Regions from separate parts of the Mus musculus genome. Here region 1 is linked to region 2. Evidence: chromatin contacts called from public HiChIP or PLAC-seq data. All regions are on one chromosome and are shown on one strand. The core of a region is the stretch at or near the end of the contact, and the rest is flanking DNA. Distances in the headings are between cores, read along the strand shown. Region 1 holds the start of Lrig2 (leucine-rich repeats and immunoglobulin-like domains 2). Region 2 holds the start of Dennd2c (DENN/MADD domain containing 2C).

Region 1 (6,096 bases), core at 895-3,394, 1.4 Mb after region 2:
TATTCAAAATAATCGACTATAAGGGAATTTATTCTCCAAGGCATTTCACTTCAACTAAAAATGTCAATTTAATTTTTATTTCAATTTTCTGAATGCAAGCTGGGAATGGTGGGCAGCAGTCAGTAAGCTGAGGCAGGAGGATGGAGAGTTGCTTATCCTGAGCTACCTGGCAGTATCCCCTCTCAAAACACAAAAGGTAAAAAACAAAATAAATAAATAAATAAAATTAATAAATAAATAAATCCAAATGTCAGTTATCTTCTGGCAATTAGCATCTTTGGTAACATTACTATATACTTGCTAATGATTTTTTTCTTATTTTTTTCAGCACTAATGTTCAAACCCAACTTCATGCATACTAAACAAACACACTCAGCAAGTCTCACTGAAGGATCTTCAAAAGCAGGCCATGTTTACTTCAATTAGTTACATTAAGTCAGACTGTTTTTAAACCTATGTCAGATTCAGTCTATCATAATCAGGTAGCTGTCTCATCAATTTCTTCAAAAAAGGCACCTACTGTATAAAGAAGATGCTGTGCTTGGATTAATTCAGACTATGCTAAATGATAATACTAAAGTCTGAGTCAAACCAGAATAAGCCTCAGATATAACCACCACAAAATGACAGGAGCTGTATTACTATATTGCAATTCTATAGTAACTGTAGCAGTTACTAATTTTCTCAATGAATACAGGAATTAGCTTCTTTCCTATCTATGCTAACCTATAAATACGTTCTGCAAATGTATACTTAACCTCTGCAATACAGATGTTCTACCTGTATTCTTTTTCCATTAAGAACCTAACCAATCTTTGTATTTTAATTATATCACAAAACTATTTTTAGTGATAACTCTTTTTCAGAGGTAACTCTAGAAGTCAATTAATAAGCACGTTGATCAGTTAGTGGCAGAGACATAACTGTATGTTGGTGGCTAAGAAGTCTCATAATTGCAGCATTTAATACCTACTGTTCTATTTAATGCCTACTGACTCAGAGCAGTGAGCTCTCCAAATGCCACTAGCTAATACAAGTTTGTCAGGATTTAAAGTCAGAGCTAGAGAATCCACTCGATCACTGCACTGGATTCTCATACATAAACAAAGAGATCTGAAATGAAGGTTCTTTAACTCAAAGGAACATAGTGAAGACAAAGTATCGTGATTTGGGGAAAAAAAATCTTTCCCCTCTTTAAACTGACTACTAAAGAATAACTGCTCTTACAAAACATTAGAGATCAGCAATGATCTTCCTTAGGCATGCAGAGGTTTTCAACCCTATCAAGAACTCAAGTATCAAAACTGAAACATACAATGAGCCGATGGGAGAACTGGGGACAAAAGAGAGATCCTGTATCTTTGGGAGAGATCGTGTTTGCATCACGTGCCCAAGGACCAGTCAAGCTGGAATTTTAAAAAAAAAAAAAAAAAAAAATGATGCAGCCCAAAGAGGGCTTTGCACTTGGACCCGACCCACAGCCATCCAGAGTCTCAGCTGTGCTGCTCAGGACCCGTGAGTCCAACATTAAACATCTCCAGCCCGGAACGTCACAGACCCCAGATCTTAACCCCTATCTTCCCACGAGTACCGGGAAACCCTAACATTCAAAGTTCACAATCTCAATAAGGCAGCTCCCTTCCGAACTCGGTGGCGACCGCGCCCTGGGACCCTCTACTCACAGGCTGGAGATGTCGGAGGGCAGCGGGCCCGACAGTGCCCTCCAGCTGGGCGCGGGCAGCTTCCTGCGACTGCAGTCCAGCAGAGGAAGACGGCAGGCGCAGGGCGCCGGGCACAGGCCGGCTCGGGCAGCGGGCAGCAGCCGCAGCGCCTGCGCAAGGATGAGCAACCGTGCGAGGGGTCCCAACCCACAGCCCAGGCGCCGCTGCTCCCAGATGCCGCGGGGCGCGGCCGCCATCTTCCCCTGGCCGGGACCCGCTCGAGAACAGCAGCTAGCTCAGAGAGTCGGCTGAGGAGAGATGCCCGGAGGCTAAACCGCCACCCGGAGCCCGGGCTGTCACTTGTCCCCTCTCAGAGCGGGCGAGAGGAGGAAACGACGCTACCGCAGGGGAGGGGGCGGCGGTCGGGGGCGTAGAGCTGAAACCCTGACAGACACCGCTCGTCCGCCCCGCCCCGCGACGCAACGTACTCACGCTCAGCAGCCAGCCAATCGGAGCCCCGGGATGAGGTTGCGTCGGAAATTGGGTTCTGAGAGAGGCGAGGCCTACGATTGCCCCGCCCCCTAGGAGGCGAGCATTACAGCGGCCCTTTCTCCTTTTCCGAGCTGCTTCTGCAGTTCTGCAGCTATTCCTCCGCTTGTGGGCGCACTAGGGCCTTGAAATAGAATGGAAAAAGCGAAACCCGAAACGCCAAATCCTCACTGCGGTTGATCTGCAGTAGTAGTGAAAAAAGACCTATTCTGTAGGCTCCTGCAGAAGGGAATGGCACAAGGGCTGCATGCCAAGCAGCAGCTGCAAATAAGTGCGCGATCTAAACCTAACTTCGACCACATCAGTCTCCGGAGCCCAACCAGGGCGGCCTCTGCGGCCGAACTCCCTGCCCTGAAAAAATGTGGCAGTTGGTTCTCCCGGAGCATGGCACGCTGTCACTGTGAAAGGACTTCAAGTTCCCATTGGCAGAGGCGCTATTTAGTCAGTACACCTCCGGCTTCTACAGTAGCCTGGAGTTCAATAATTGTCTCTAAAGAAAATTCTTTCCTCGATTTGGGAAAATATTGTTTCATCTTCAGAAGAACAAGTGGGACAAATAGATAAAACGTTGGTTTGAGGATGTGGGTTTTCTGGTTTCTGTTTGAGGTTTTTGAGCAATCAACAAAGTTAAGAAGACTGGAAGGAAATTATCCTGAAGTAAAAAGACTTACTGGGAACAGCGGAATCTAGCTACCTTGTGATCTCTCCGCTGTGTGTTACCTACAAAATGAGTAAAAATGAAAATATCAGTAATGGTTCACTGACATATAGTGTCTATACTTTTCAAAGACTTTGCAAGCCAGGTGTGGACCAGCACGCCTGCAGTCTGAGCACTCCTTGGGAATTTGAGGCAGGAGAACCCAAGTCCCAGTTCAGCCTCATCTGCATAGTATGCTTTGTATGAAAGAAGAGGAGAAACGAAAAACAGGGTGGGTAAGATGCTTCATCAATAATAGCTTTGCCACCAAGTGTATCAACCTAAGTTGAATTCGCAGACCCCACATGGTAGAATGAGACAACTGACTCCTGCAAGTCCCTGTCCTCTGATCACCATATGCACCCTGTGGCACTTACACACACACACACACACACACACACACACACACACACACACACACCATTTCCATCCATGTCATGCCTTTGGGTTAAAATTACTTTTCTGACTGTCCTCGTGTGCTTGTCTACTGCAGAGGACTTTTAGAAAGGTGTCTCCTTCAGCTTCTTCTCCCTTCTTCTCCCAGTAAACATGACCATGAAAACTAACAGCAACTACTATTTATTACCATTGAAGCAAAATGTGAAGCCAGAAAAGTGATAGAGATATTGGACTTCATCAAAAATGTACACTTCGGGGACAGCAGAGATGGCTTAGCTGTTCAGTAAACACACAATGCTCCTGCAGAGGACCAGGGTTCAGTTCCCAGCACACACACACTGGACAGCATGAAGTCCAGCTTCGAGGATTCTAACGCCCTCTTCTGGCCTCCAAGGGCTTTCTGGAAGAGGAACAAGAGCTTAGCCATCTCTCCAGCCCCTGATTTTTTTTTTTCAGTGTGTGTGAGTGTTTTGCTAACATAAGTTATCTGTGTACCACATGTATGTAGTCCCTGAGGAGGCCAGAAGAAGGCAAGGGATCCTCTGAGACTAGAGTCACAGAAGGCTGTAGGTGCCAGAGATGAAACCTGGGTTTCTGCGGGGGACAGCCAGTGCTCTTAACTGCCTAGCCATCTCTCTACCCAGCCCAACTCCAATTATATTTTTACAGCATAGAGGTCTCAGTCTGTAGTCCAAGGTGGCCTTGAACTCAAGAGCATTCAGTCTCAGCCTCCTGAGTGCTTGGGTCACAAGCAAATTTATTTTAAGATTTATTTATGTATTTATTTATTTATTTTATGTATGTGAGTACATTGTTGCTGTCTTCAGACACACCAGAAGAGGGCATCCGATCCCATTACAGATGGTTGTGAGAATAGAATTACAGGCCATTTGTTGTAAGATATCCTCTGAGTGCTGGGAATTGAACCTGGATCTTCTGGAAAAGCACTCAGTGCTCTTAACTAATAAGCCATCCCTCCAACCACTGGGGTGTGTGTGTGTGTGTGTGTGTGTGTGTGTGTGTGTGTGTGTGTGTGATATTTGGTGGTGTGTGTGTATGCCATGATTTTAGCATAGAGGTCAGAGTAGACATCCTTGTCAAGTAAGTCTCTCCCTTCATCTTTTTGTGGATCCTAGGGACTGAACGCAGGTCATCAGCTTAGAACAACAAGCACCTTTATCTCATGAAAAATCTCCCTGGGCCGAGTATTGACTTTTGCATATGATTAAGAAAAGATCCAGGTATCACATGTCTTTGATCCCAGCACGAGGGAGGCAGAGGCGAGCTGATCTTGAGTTCTAGGTCAGCTTGGTCTGTGGAGTGAGTTCCAGGACAGCCAGGGCTGCACAGAGAAACCCTGACTGGAAACCCACACACAAAAAAGTAAAAAGAAAGAAAAGAAAAAGGATTCAAGTTCTTTTTTTTTCTTCCATGTGACAACCCAGAGAGCTGAGCTTCATTCAGTGAAGGTTCTGCCTTTCATTACTACTCTGAAGTTCTATGTCATAAATCAAGCATCTAATTAAACACCTGATATGTATCAAAAACCAGGTGAACTTTCCATGAAGCAGTACTGTATTTTAAATTACAGTAGCCTTCAAATATATCTCGATAGCTGGCCTAGCCAGTTCTTCTACATTTTTCACTCCAACTCTATCTTTGTTGTGCCATAGTGATTGATGTTTTTCTTAGGATTACACTAAACCTCTGAATCATCCCGACAGAACTTAACATCTTTATAGAAATAAGTCTTTCAGTCTGAAAGCATAATATACTTTTCCCTGTTCAGCTGTTTTGTTTCTTTTAAGATTTCTTCTTCTTTTATTTTATTTTATTTTTTATTTATTTATTTATTTATTTATTTATTTTTGTGAGTACACGGTCAATGTCTTCAGACACACCAGAAGAGGGCATCAGATCCCATTACAGATGGTTGTGAGCCACCAAGTGGTTGCTGGGAATTGAACTCAGGACCCCTGGAAGAGCAGTCAGTGATCTTAACTGCTGAGCCATCTCTCCAGTCCCTTGTTTTTTGTTTTTTGGGTTTTTTTATTACATTTATTGTGAGTGGCCACAGAGTGAAAATCAGAGGACAACTTACAGGGACTGATTCTCTTCTTCCTCCATGTAGGTTCTGGCATTTTCATATGGAATTCCAGGCCAACCAGGCCTACATAATTAGACCCTGTTTTAAAAAAAAAAAAAAAAGTAAATAAAAATAAAACAAGTGAGCATAGTAGCACATGCCTAAAATCCCAGCATTTGGGAGACAGAAGCAGGAATATCAGAAACTCAAGGCCAACCTTCAATATATAGCCAGTTTGAGTGAACTCCAATGCTACATGAGAGCCTGGCTAAAACAAAAACGAAATAGCAAAAAACCTGACCTTGTTGATACACACTTATAATCCCTGTACTCAGGGGGCCTCAGCAGGATTGTTGCAGCTATAGACAGTGAGTTCCAGGCCAGCCTTAGAAATTAACACATATGGAGAGCTTGTCTCAGTAAACAAAAATCAAACCAAAAACTAAAAATGAAACAGGACTCAGGCCTGGTGGCTCTGTCCCAGCTAGTGAAATCCTAGCACTCAGGAGGCTGGGACAAAAGAACCACAAGTTCGAGGCCAACCTGGACGACAGAGTGAGTTTAAAGCTAACCTGGGCATTAACTGGGCTTTTATTTCTGTCTCAAAATAAAAAATAAAAATGAGCTGGGTATGTAACTAAGTGCTAAGGAATTGTCCCTTGCCTAGAATGTGCAAGGCCTTAGGTTCAATTACCAATAGTATA
Region 2 (6,430 bases), core at 1,275-3,774:
GTAGGGCAGCTGCGGGAACAAAGTTTGTGTGACTCCAGAGTCTGCACAACCTTCAGGCAGGACAGTTATCAGAAGAAGCCAAGGACATAAGCCACTGGCTTAATGCTAAGAAGATGGGCTTTGGGACTCAGAGACTAGAAGAGAGTTAAAGCACCTGGAACCATTTAAAAGTTTTTTGACAAAGCATAAGTCAACCATGGCTTTCTTAGGTAAGGCCAGACCAGTTATATGAAAGCTTAGAAAATAAGCACTTAGCCGGGCGTAGTGGCGCACGCCTTTAATCTCAGCACTCGGGAGGTAGAGGCAGGCAGATTTCTGAGTTCGAGGCCAGCCTGGTCTACAGAGTGAGTTTCAGGACAGCCAGGACTATACAGAGAAACCCTGTTGGACCACCCCCCCCCCAAAAAAAAAAGAAAAGAAATAAAGAAAGAAAATGAGCACTTGTGAGCAGTACTGAGGGAAGAGCTATCCTAGTGGGGGAGTCTTAGCTTGCTGAAGCAGGAGACCTCTGAAACGTGTTAGAAATATCCCTACTAGGTACAGTGGTGCATGTCTTCAGTCCCACACTCTGGAGGCAGAGGCTCTGAGCTTAAATAAGCCTGTTTTACATAGTGAGTTCCAGGACAGACAAAGCTACATAGTGAGGCCCCATCTATAGATAGATAGACAGACAGACAGGAAGACAGACGAGAGAGGGGAAAGAAGGAAAGAGGGAGAGGGGGAGGGGGAGGGGAGGGAGAGTACTTCCTGTTAGGAGATGCTCCAGCTATCCAGATTATATTTGCTCACACACAACTGTGTTGCCATCTAGTGGTTGGGTTGATAATTCACTGTTTATTAAAAAGGGGGTTATGGACTAAACATAAAGATTTTTTTTTTTTTTGGACACCAAAAGTATAAGAAAGATTTCATTCTACTTTCAAGTTTTTCACCCCTGAGGTTGTGAGATGTGTGGAGAGCACATCCCTCAAGACTTATCACAATGAAATTCGAGCAAATTCCTGAGTGTTTTCACTTTCTGCACAGGTAGCCGTGAGCTTAGGTGTGCCCCTTGGGACGTGCTCATACTAGCTGTGGGGTAAGACTCCTCTTCCCCATTCTTGAAGTTCAAATTGCTTTTCGGGGAATATTTATCAAGGACCTGATTTTATTTCATGTTGGCTTCCTAGTCACTAAAATAATACAAATTACTATGTATTATCTTCAGACTTAAAGGACACCTCTCACCATTAGGTGTAGCTCCATCCTACCCATGAGAGGGCAGTAGAACACATGCATGTTAATTAACGTTCATCTTGGAATTCAAATCTTCATCCTGCTAAAGAATCTTCGTGGATGCAAACTTCAAAATGTAAATCTTAAAAACGCTGTTTTAGTCCCGAATTTCACCTTGTACAACTATCTGTGATACTTTCCAAACAGACTAGATTAAATGCCACTTGTGTTGGCTCAGGACTATGCTTGCACCCCAGAAGCAGGGGTAGGAGGATAAGAAGTTTGAAAAATAATAAAGAACACACATGTCTACATTTAAAGACATACACATTAGGTAAGGGATCAATGGAGTTTGCAATGTATTCCAAACCATATTTACATTTATTTCCTCACTGGAGTATTTTAAAGGAATTGTCAATACTTCTCCCTCAGGTAGAAAGTAATCCTTTTACTGTCCCCACCTCATGTCCCCACCTCATAGCTTCACAAGGGATTGGGACTTTTTTTTTTTTTTCCAAGTCTTGGTTGAGTTGGCTGGTGACAGTCATCCGCGATGTGTAATTAAACACCTCTCTGTGGCAGTCTTCTATTTTGGTACCTCTGTGTGAACAAGCCAGGGAAGTTTGGTTACCAGACACAAGGTCGGATGGAGTGGGTGGGGTGGAGTGGGGCGGGGCGCGGTGAGGTGGGGCAGTTAGATCGTGCTGGGAAATAGGTTCCACTCATCCCAGTCTCGCAGAGTGAAACTGGGCTATTCTTGCAGCAGGCACAGAGCCATGTGCATACCTGAGCAAGATCGTGTGGTAGGGAGAATTTAAGCGTGAGTCTCAAGTGGGTGTGGCAACCCAGTCGGCACCCGGACTAGGCACCAAAGGCATCCGGCTTGTGATTCCAAACCCGGGGCCAGGTGCGTTATTGGCATCTCTTTACTAGCTGGCATTCCCGATGAATGTTTGCTCCCTGAGCTGCTTTGGGGTTTTCTTAAAGAAGTTGCTGTTTGGCTCCTCTGGTTCTACTAGGCTCTGCCTTGCTGTAAAGGTCTGTCTCGTGTAGTCGCACAGACCGTAGATCCGGAGATAGAGCTTTGGCTCCAGGCCTGGGCAGGGGCTGCACCGTGGAACCAGCGCGGTGCAGCGCACACTGGTACCCCAGCGCTGGGGGCGGAGAGACCGCCTGGCGTGGGTTCCGAGCCTTGAGGAGAGCCCTGGAAGGACAGAGCCTTACTGGGTGAGCTCGGGGGCGTGCCCAGGCAAAAGAGGGCGTGTCTTAGCCTGGAGGGCGGGGACTGCGGAACCTGTGGGGGCGGGACGAAGATGTGGGCGCTGGATCCCAGAGGCCACCGACGCGAGTCTGGGATCCCTGCGCGAGGCGGCGTCGCGGCCCAGGCAGGTAGGCGACGGGATGCAGCGAGGGAGTGGGGCCATGGGGCCTCTGCCGCTCAGCTGTTGGCGTCGCCCCATGGCGTCCCGTGTGTTCGTGGTCAGCCGAGAGCTGGGTACCTCGGGCCAGGGGAAGGCGGGTGTCAGCCTGCGAGCCGCGGGCGCGGTCGGGGGTGCAGGGCCGGGGAGCCCAGGCGCTCGCCGCCGCGAGGAAACGCGCCTATCAGGCGGTCTTGAACTTGGACGTGCCCGGACGGAGCACTTCAGACAAGCGGTAAAGCGTGTGTTCGCGCGCTTTGCTTCGGAACTACGGGGCAGGCACGATAGAGGAAGTCGTCAAGTAGTTTTTTAAGATAAAATTCCTACAGTGGGACTGGAGTAGGACTGTGGAGTAACCAGGAGAGAAGATGATGATTAGATTGTGAGTCAAAAGGCTTCGCTCTGGAGCTCAGAGCCGCAAACAAACCGTCACACCTCCGTCAGGGTTAACTCTAAGAGGTGTGTGTCCCCGGAGTGCAAAACTGGGACGCTCATGGGTTCTCATGTTCTGAGAGGAATGACAGTGTTCTACAAATGTCAGGCATTGTTGTTTGATACACACACACATGCACCCCGGAGCATGTGTAGTTTGTAAAACTACTAAGTGCCTAGTACAGTAGGCACCCTGGTAAACCTTTATCCCAAAGCTACTACTGATTCGCCTGTATTGTTAGAGAAAGTTCTAACTTCTGTTTACTATGTAAATAAGTTATCTAAGCGTCATTTCCACATAATCACCATTGTTTGAAGAGCAGAGCTATTCTTAACTGAGTCATGACATTTTCTAAAATAGCATGCTATCTGTATACCGTAGTGCAATCATTTACCATGAAGCTTGTACCAATCAGAAAATCTGTTACTTTGCCTTAGATTAGCTGAAGGTATTTCATAAAGTGAGCTGAGAGTACTGCCTCAAAACAAGACTTTTATTTTGCAAATTCAGGGGCTGCTTATAAAAAGATCTGAGTTCTCTAAAACAAAGTTAATGTGTGGCTGTGGCATTTGTACAGTTTTTATTATAGACATTTGTGTTCTCTACTTGTGTGTGTGTGTGTGTGTGTGTGTGTGTGTGTGTGTGTGTGTGTATTTTAGGGAGAGATGGGAAATTTAAAAAGGAATAGCAGTCTGTAACCATGAGGTTTCTACTAGGGATACGTAAGAGTGATCTGGAGTATTTTCAAAGACAGAAACCAGCAACTGTAGTAATTGTGTCTCAAGGCCTCTTGTTAGTCTGTTAAATGTGGCAATTGACTTTTTTTAGATGCAGAAATATCAGTGTTTTTGATTGAGAACAGTAGGCAATTTCTTTCCTTTTCTTATTTAAAATTTAAAATTAGGGCATGTTTGTCACCAACGTGCAAAGAATCCTGGGTTCAATCCCAGTACTTCATAACTGGGTATGGTGGTGGTCCCATCCCACTCAGCATAAGAGAGGTGCAAGAAGGGACTCAGAAACTCCAGGTCACTCCTTACTATGTAATGAGTTTGAGGCCAGCCTGGGATAGTGTGACTCTGTAAAAAAGCAAAACAAAACAAAGTTAAAAATTCCTCATATTACAGGGCTTGCGAGATGCTTTGGGAAATGAGGGCACTTCTTGCCAAATCTGAAGACCTGAGTTCAATCCCCAGGCCATGTAGAAGGACTTAGCCAGCTATGTAGATTGTCCTCTGACCACAAAATGTGTCCCAACACATTGCCCCTTCCCCAAAGTAATAAATGTAATAAATTTATTTATTTATTATGTGTATATGTGTGGGCACCCAAGGTGCATGTATGGAGGACAGAGGGCCATTTGTAAAACTTAATTTCTCCTTCTCTTGCATGGTGCTGGGGATTGAACTTGGGCTCAGTGGCAAGCACCCCTACCCACTGAGCTAAGTCACTAGTCCTTCCTTTCTGTCCTTGTAGGATGAGACTAGGGTTCTGTGACTACTGCTATCAGTGAACCACATCCCTGCCTCCAACTGGAAATCATATTACTAGTAAAAGATTTGTAGTGATCCTTATGTGCTAGGCAAGGATTGTAGAGCATTGTGTACCACAGTGGAGTTTAGTGGAGTGCAAGAGGGAAAACTACGAGTAAATAATCCGATCCGGTGCTGCTTTAAGAGTTTTATTTGTGGGGCTGGAGATGACCCAGTGGTTAAGAGCACTTGTTGCTCTTCCAGAGAACGTCAGTTCCCAGCACCCATGTCTGGTAGTTTACAGCTGCATGTAACTCCAGCTACATGGGATCTGACGGTCGTTTCTGCCTTCCAAGGACAACTGCATACAGGTAACATGTGCTCACATATACATACATATAAATAAAAACAAATCTCTAGCCCAGTGTAATGGTGCATGCCTTTACTCTCATCACATGGGGGAGGCAGAGACAAGTGGATCTCTGTGAGGTCAAGGCCAGCCTGGTCTACATAGTGAGAGTTTCAGGTTAGCCAAAGTAGAGTGAAACCTGTTTCAAAAAAAAAAAAATCTTATAGAAAAAGAATTTTATGGGCTGGAGAGAGCACTGCCTGCTTTTCCAGAGGGCTTGGGTTCATTTCCCAGCACCCACATGGCAGCTCACAATTGTCTGTAACTCCTGTTCCAGGGGATCCGACGCCCTCACACAGACATACGTGTAGTCAAAACACTGATGGACATAGAAATAATAAATACATAAAATTTTAAAACAAAAAGTTTTATTTAAATATTTTCAACAATTCACTTGGGTTTTTGAAACTTTTTTTTTGTTTGGGTTTATTTTTGTTTGCTTTTCAAGACAGGGTGTGTTTTGCATTTGTGTGTGTGTGTGTGTGTGTGTGTGTGTGTGTGTGTGTGTGTGTGTAGCCTTCACTGTCCTGAAATTAGCTTGGTAGACCAGGCTGTCCTGGAACTTACAGAGATCTGCCTGCCTCTGCTTTCCAAGTGAAACTTAATTTTTGAAACAGGATCTTACTATATAACCTAGGTTAGCCTTTAACTCATTATGTCGCTCAGGCTGGCCTGAAATATACAGTAATTCTGTCTAGATCCCAGTGCTAGGATTTCAATGTTTGCCACTATCTATGCTTGGCTAAAACTATTTTCAAACAAGCTTTAATCCTGTACTGAATAATGAGTTCACTGAGAATTTATAATCTGTTGATCTTACAGGGCTAATACCTTACATTCATCCTACTTACTGAACAACTATCCAAGGTGTAGCTTAGAACCTACATTGCAGACATGCACAGGAAGGATGCTCTCCTATCTAGGAGAGTATGTAGTCCTTCTACGGAGTGGGCTAAGGAAGTACTGAAAAGCTATTTTGAAAGCTGACTAACAATAAGAGTATCAACTGCTACTTGTGGGTCTTCCTCAGTGCAGGCAGTGCCCTGAATTCATTTCATGTATTAGCTTATTTAGTCCTCCTCACAAAAAGGCTCTCCTGAGGGATGCTGCCATTAGCTCCTCACTGGGAGGCATAGAGAAACTGAGTAACTTGCCTGCCACCCCTTTATGTAGAAAGGGGTCAGGCTGTCAGGCCGCAGTAACACTGAATGCAGCCCTCAACCCCTGCACTATACTGAGTTTCAAATTTAGTAAGACCCAGTGCAATCTAACAGGTATTTAAAAGAAGCACTTTTATGAACTATAAATGAGACAGACACAAATACATGAGAGAGAGAGAGAGAGAGAGAGAGAAAGAGAGAGAGAGAGAGAGAGAGAGGACAGACAGAAAAACTGGTATTACAAGATATAGAGGCATGTCCAAGCTACAATTTAATTATACTTTGTATGTAAAACTTTTTTTTTTTTTTTTTTTGCTGATGAA

Evidence for each region. HiChIP or PLAC-seq counts read pairs in DNA pulled down with a chosen protein or histone mark.
Region 1: an HNF4G HiChIP or PLAC-seq map of pancreatic cancer cells shows a contact between it and region 2. The contact joins the promoter of Lrig2 here to the promoter of Dennd2c in region 2. A contact is called at or near these places in 1 of 484 Hi-C or Micro-C datasets (CD4 T cells), 1 of 115 datasets of contacts at active chromatin or transcription factors (pancreatic cancer cells) and 1 of 9 other capture datasets (adipose tissue).

What each region holds. Positions count from the first base shown.
Region 1 is chr3:104,509,774-104,515,869 of GRCm38.p6, forward strand. Lrig2 (leucine-rich repeats and immunoglobulin-like domains 2) reads right to left here and starts at 2,145. Exons shown (of 18, transcript NM_001025067.2): 1 at 1,683-2,145. The coding sequence starts at 1,918.
Region 2 is chr3:103,100,135-103,106,564 of GRCm38.p6, forward strand. Dennd2c (DENN/MADD domain containing 2C) reads left to right here and starts at 2,525. Exons shown (of 19, transcript NM_001384113.1): 1 at 2,525-2,604.